Regions from separate parts of the Macaca mulatta genome. Here region 1 is linked to region 2. Evidence: chromatin contacts called from public Hi-C data. All regions are on one chromosome and are shown on one strand. Each heading gives the region's core, a stretch centred on a gene start, on an enhancer-like site or on the middle of the called end of the contact. The rest is flanking DNA. Distances are from core to core; before and after follow the strand shown. Region 1 holds the start of MARK3 (microtubule affinity regulating kinase 3). Region 2 holds the start of EIF5-DT (EIF5 divergent transcript).

Region 1 (3,062 bases), core at 411-2,910, 63 kb before region 2:
AAGTTATTTACTAGACGTTTTACAGAATATAGGAAACAACTAGATTGAAACACTTTTGAAGCCAGTGTTAGAGGAGAGTTCAGAAAACGAACAGAGTTTGTCAAACGTTTCTTCAATGGCATTTCTACTACAAGTTCTCATTCTCTAGCAATGCTGTTCCTGGCATTTTGTAGTTTCACATGCACAAAATCAAAGGTTCCTTTTATAAAATCATAGCCTGTGAGCGCTGAAACGGACCTAAGAGCTCATCTAAGTCAACCTCTTTTTAGGAAGGAGGACAGCGAAGCCCCAGCGGGTGTCCCTCAGCTAGGCAGTGAGTGGCAGAGCACAACTTCACTATACATCTGCTTTTCTGCTTTTTAAAATGTTTAACTCCTTCAAAAAAGATTTGTATGGAAAGGAACCTATGCCTTAATAAAGGCTGCGCGCTAGTGTTTTGGAATTCCTAAGGGGACCGCAAAGATCCCTCAGTAGACACTTAGTGACTGTGATTAAATTTAGTTCCATCTTAAAAGAACGAGACAGCCCACTTGACTCAATCGATTACTCTTAATCAGCACCAGTACATATGGTATTAATATGATAGTCTCTCAAGAAATGCCTGACCAAGTTAAAAGCAGAGTTCGGTTAAAATAAGCACTGACCACTGCAGTGATCTGACACGCACACTTGCACAATCCATTGAGCGGCAACCCGGCCTCTCAAAGCACCGATTCGTAACGATGCAACTTATGGGCTTTACTAATCGACTAGACTGCAGGCATAATCGATATACTTCGTGGACCCGCCCGCGGGACAGGGCGGACTTCTGGAGGAAACGGTCCGACCTGGCTGCCTCTTGGGTGACTACGGCCTGCCCTCTATTTCCAGAGCGTTCGGGCTGGGGGGGAACACCCGACTGCAAGGCACTGCCCGAGGAGCACGAAGGCCACCCCGAAGGTCCGCCAACTACAACGCCCAGGTTACTTACGTTTTCAGTGTCTCGTTCATTCACCGTTGGCAATGGGGTCCTAGTGGACATTTTACTGCACTTTAATTCTGCACAATGCGAGGGCGAAAACAAAACAGCACAGCCCTAGGAGGCCGGCGACCAGCGTCCTCGAGTCCACGGCAGTTTCGAAGCGGCGCCGTGGGGAAGGCGGCTCCCTTCCCTCTACGGCCGTCTAGATCCCGGGCCTGGCCCGGGCCGTCCCCCGGCGGGTCCCGGGGCTCATTCTCTCCCTGCCCCGGCGGCCGAGGCGAGGAGCCCGGGAGGGCGGCAGTGGCGGAGCCGAGCCTGCGGCGAGCTGCCGGCTTCGGCCCGCCGGCGTCCCCTCGCCTCAGGGCGCCCCGCGATCCCGGGCCCCCTCGCCTCCTTCTCCACTCCCGCCCGTCGCGCCGCGAATTTCAGCTCCCGGGCCTCCACACAGCGCCGCCGGCGGCGTCTGAAAAAGAGGAGGCGGAGGAGGATGTGAAGGAAGTGGAGCGCAAGACAGGCCGCCGCGGGCTGTGGGCGCTGACCATGGAGCGGGCTGCGGAGGAGGCGCCTGCGCCCGGCTGCTTCTCCCTCTCTAGCGAGCTTGCTGCCTCAGCCTCCGCCCTGCTGGCCGCCGCTGCTGCCGCCGCACCCCGGCACCTCGGAGCCTCACGGACCCAAGATGGCCGCTCCTCGGCTTCCTCTGCTGCCTCCGGCTGCCGGAAGTGACGACAGGCCGCCTCCCGGAGTCCCGCCAATCAGCGTGGCCTGAGAAAGCCGGCCCGGCTGTTGTTGCTAGGGGCGACTTGGCCCAGACCCCGCCGCGGGGGCGGTGAAGAGGGCGGGGAAGCGCTGGCCGGGTCTCCACTGACTACCGCGGGCGGCGGGTTCCTCCTGTACGGAGCGCTCCGGCAACCCCGAAAGAGCCGAGAAACGGCCCTGGGCGACAGCCAGAGCCCTCCCGCTGAGTTGGCATTTACAGACTACAGGCCTGGGTTGGCTGGATTACAGATCGAGAGCCTACTGTGCACAAAAGTTGCGGTTGCATCCTTCGGACTGCGCTGCACCGACTGGAGCCCCAGCATTAATGACAGGGCCGGGGCTACGGGAAGGAGCCGGGCTCTTGCATCCTTAACTGTGACCCGGGCGTCAGGCTCTCGCCCACAAACCTTCCCGTCTCCGGATCTGAGCAGCTGCGGGCTGGGCCGGACTCCGAGGGCAGCAGGAGCCTCTTGCCCTCAAGGAGCTGGTGGTCAGGCGGGTGACAGACCTGGACCCAGCTAAATGCCATCCGGATGGAAGAGTGCAATAACGAGGGTGGCACAAAGGGGATGGAGTCGGGGGCGAAATGAATCTGTAGAGGCCCCCAGGGACCAGTTCCTAAATGCCTGTGCGGAATTTATAAGCAGAGTTTTCTTACAGTCAGTGCGTCGCTGCTGGAGACTGGAAGCATCTTTGGGTGCCAGCCTCGGGCCAGACTCGGTAGACGCCTGCAGGCGGGAACCCTGGAAATGCTACCTGACCTAGAAACCTTCCTTGCCCATTCACCTCTTCACGTGTTCGGTGCCTCTACTCAGCTCCTGGCCAGCGGTGGATGGAATCCATGGGTGCAGGGTCCGAAGAGGGAGAGTAGTGTGGGATGGGGGTGACACTAACTGTTACCGAGAGTCAAGTCTACCTTGTAGGTTCATGACATTTGTTACCTCATTTAGCCTCAGGGTAACCCTGTGAGATGGACAGACACACATGCGATCCGAAGTCTAGACAGGTACAGTGACTTGGCTAAAGTACACAGGTTGGTTAGCGACAGAGCTGGGATTCTAACCTAGTTCCCAAAGCTTGGATAATAGGTAAGCCCTTGTAGTGGGTGGCTATGTCATGCTTGCTTCCCCTTTGATCCGTTGGCATCCCAACTGTCTTGCGATGTTTGAGACCTTTCTTGCTCCAGGAAATATATGTATCTTTTTTTTTTTTTTTTTGAGACGGAGTCTCGCTCTGTTGCCCAGGCTGGAGTGCAGTGGCGCGATCTCGGCTCACTGCAAGCTCCACCTCCCAGGCTCACGCCATTCTCCTGCCTCAGCCTCCCGAGTAGCTGGAACTACAGGCG
Region 2 (3,131 bases), core at 364-2,863:
CCAACAGTTAGTTTACTTTATGTTAGGATCTTAGGAGTTCATCACAGAAGACTCACCAGGTGGGTTTTTGAGAATGAATGTGCAGAGTTTATGATGTGTGTCAAGCATGCCTCGATAGCCACAGGCTTTACAAGAATTACCTATTGTTTGCTTCTTTGGATTGACATGCTGCCAAAAAAATAACAAGTATGTTATCCACAACATAAACATGAAAATATCTAATCAGAAGACATTTAAACTACAGACAGCTTCACATCTAAAGGAAACTTTTTTCACAGTGACCTACTTTAAAAAAAAAGAACAGAAATATCTCCAAAACTGGAGATTTTGTCTTTGACTTATATTTGCTGCCTTCTCACGAAGGTGACTTAACGGTAACAAAAGGCATATGGCTTTTTCTTTTGACAACCACAAAAGCACTTACCAAATCTGTTTCAGGATTCTCACATTCAGGACAGAGAACAAATTTTTTAATGAATCCATCCAACATGTCTTGCAGCTTATTCGCCTCATGAGATCCATTGACAATGTAACGGTCATTCTTAACATCAAACTGGGTCTGTGCTCCCAGCTCACAACCAAAATATTTGGTGGGATCTATTTGAATGAAAGAGGAATTTGGATCGTTAGTTAACTAAATCTTTGGTTATTCACCCACATTTATACCCACACTTTATTTTTTTTTTTTGAGATGGAGTCTGTCACCCAGGCTGGAGTGCAACAGCATGGTCTCAGCTCCCCACAACCTCGGCCTCCTGGGTTCAAGTGATTCTCCTGCCTCAGCCTCCTGAGCAGCTGGGACTACAGGGCATGCCACCATGCCTGGCTAATTTTTGTATTATTAGTAGATTCAGCGTTTCACTATGTTGGCTAGGTTGGTCTAGAACTCCTGACCTCGTGATTCGCCTGCCTCAGCCTTCCAAAGTGCTGGGGGTTACAGGTGTGAACCACCGCACCCGGCCATCCACTTTAATTAAATGTGTTCCCCTGGTAGTTTTGTGAACTCATGGCAACCAATAAACCACGGTACCTCACTAACTTGCAAGCTAATTAGCCAGCATACAATTAGAACAAGTTTTGCAGCTCAACTACTTTGAGGTCTCTATCCCATAATATGCCCTTTATGAACTTTTCCAAGATTTACTTACACGTTGGAGGCCGATTAAGCGCCTTTGCAACGTCAACCATGTTGACTATAACTGTCTTGATTCCATTTCCTTTGCCCTCGACCTAAAGGAAATAAGAATTTTAATTGTGCAGTTTCCCCTGACAGATGCAAACTCCAAAATTCTACAAAAAGAGTTATCAACTAAATTGAAGAGTAGTTTATTACCTTGGCAATCAGACGGGGCATCTTGTAGCGATAGAACTGGTCTGACACGCTGCGGTTGACATTGACAGACATTTTGGCTTATTAGTGGCTTTATCAATAAGATGAAGAGATCTTTGATTGCAACTTTTTGGTATCTTCTGTCTGGAGAAGAAGGGATGACATAAACGACTGCAAGAGTTCTCGGTCTCTGACATGAAAAAATTTTCGCCACTGAGGCTGTAAGCTTCTTGCTTGTATGCTATGTTTCCCCAATACAGGTACCAATGGCTGCGCAACAGCTCTGAAAAAGAAAGGGAAAGAACACACAAAAATCCCCCCAGGTTTAACATCATCGCTGGATGGAAACACCTCCTTTTACATCCTAGTAATGCTTCTGCTTAATTCCACTTTAAAAACCATCTGAGATCACAAGCAGTCATTCTCACGTCACACAGTACAACCTGCGGGAACATAAAAGGCCTCCATTTCGACTAAGCTGTGACTCTGGTAGGGAAATGCCTGATAAGAAAACAGAAGCTGCGCTGCCTCAGCCGCCGTGAGTTTCCATCAGACCGACAGCAATCAGCAGGTTTGCCTCTGCGGCCATCCTAGAAGTGCTGAAGAACGAACCCGAACCCTCTCCGCCCCCACCCGGCCTGGATCAGGAAACTTCTCAGGCACACCCCCCTTCGCCATCATTTTTAAGGGGTAACTAGGAAACTATTCTCTACCACTAATTGTTGCTTCGGCAACCATGGCTTACTTCAAAGCAGCACTTCCTTAGAAGCAGTGCTCGCCCAAAAGTGCCATTAAGCAAGGGAGGCTCGGCCCGGCCTCCCTTTTCCTCGCTATTCAAACACTCGGTTAACCTTCGACCCGGTCCCCATGGCTACGGCGCTCCGAGGCGTTTCCGCGGGGGCTGGCGAGCCGGACACCTCCGCGAAGGAGGGCGGCGCGCGACCCGAGCGTCTGGCCCCATCCCCAGCGCGTCCCCCGGGAGCCGGCGGGCCCCGGAGGGTGCGCAGCCGGGAAGCGACACCCAGCCGAGGGGTGCCGGGGCTCGGGCCGCCCCCGCCAGGAGCGCGCGATGACTCACAAATGCAGCAGCTGAAGCCTGACTCAGCCCGAGCGGCGGGCACGCGCGACGCGCTCCCGCCAGGCCGGGGAGGGGGCGACGCCAGGCCGGGGAGCGCGCGGGGAGGGGGCGGCCGGTGCCCGAGCCCGCGCCCGCCCGCCGTCCGCCCAAACTGCGCCACACGCCGCGGCGGGGTCACGCGGCGGCCGCCGCCATCTTGTGCGGCCGCCATCTCCTGGTCCGCCGCGCCCGCGACTCACCGTTTTCGTCAAATAAAGACATAAACCCAACGCTGCTCGCCCGGGACTGGGATGAAGAGAGGCGCGATTTAAACCCGAGTCCGAGTCCAAGGAGGCGGAGGCGAAGCGCAGCGAGGAGCGGCCGGGCCAGGTGCCGCCGCCGAGCAGCGGGGAGGGGCTGTCCCAGCGACGTCCGCGGTCCACACCCGTCAGCGCCGGAGCCTGGCGACCTGGCGCGGAGAGACGGCGCCGTGAGCCGCGGGCGGGTCGGGGGGTGCGCCTTCCCCGCCAGCCAGCGGCCCGCGGGGTCGAGGGGGCGGGGAGCACCGGGCAGGGGGCGCGGGGCCGCCGCCCCACCACCGGACTCACCTCTGGAATGTTCTCGCTCTGACTGAACAACGCCGCCGCCGCGCTCAAGCTACCCTCGGCCCCAGCGTCCGCCCCCCGCGTCAGGCCTCACTGCCCATTGGCTGGAGGTCTGCCACAGTTCGCTCGTCATTGGCTC

The links. Hi-C and Micro-C count contacts between places; a contact is called where the count stands out from the background.
Region 1: a Hi-C map of blood shows a contact between it and region 2, with 2.8 times the contacts expected there. The contact joins the promoter of MARK3 here to the promoter of EIF5-DT in region 2. A contact is called at or near these places in 6 of 14 Hi-C or Micro-C datasets (CD4 T cells, blood, fetal cortex germinal zone and 3 more).

The regions. Positions count from the first base shown.
Region 1 is chr7:176,803,988-176,807,049 of T2T-MMU8v2.0, reverse strand. MARK3 (microtubule affinity regulating kinase 3) reads right to left here and starts at 1,660. Exons shown (of 16, transcript XM_077941944.1): 1 at 971-1,660. LOC144330433 (a long non-coding RNA gene) reads right to left here and starts at 1,660. Exons shown (of 1, transcript XR_013396611.1): 1 at 1,211-1,660.
Region 2 is chr7:176,740,962-176,744,092 of T2T-MMU8v2.0, reverse strand. EIF5-DT (EIF5 divergent transcript) reads left to right here and starts at 1,613. Exons shown (of 1, transcript XR_013396599.1): 1 at 1,613-2,858. It overlaps EIF5 (eukaryotic translation initiation factor 5), which reads right to left and starts at 3,065. Exons shown (of 12, transcript XM_077941891.1): 1 at 2,996-3,065; 2 at 2,648-2,856; 3 at 1,334-1,613; 4 at 1,149-1,230; 5 at 425-597; 6 at 57-168. The coding sequence starts at 1,405.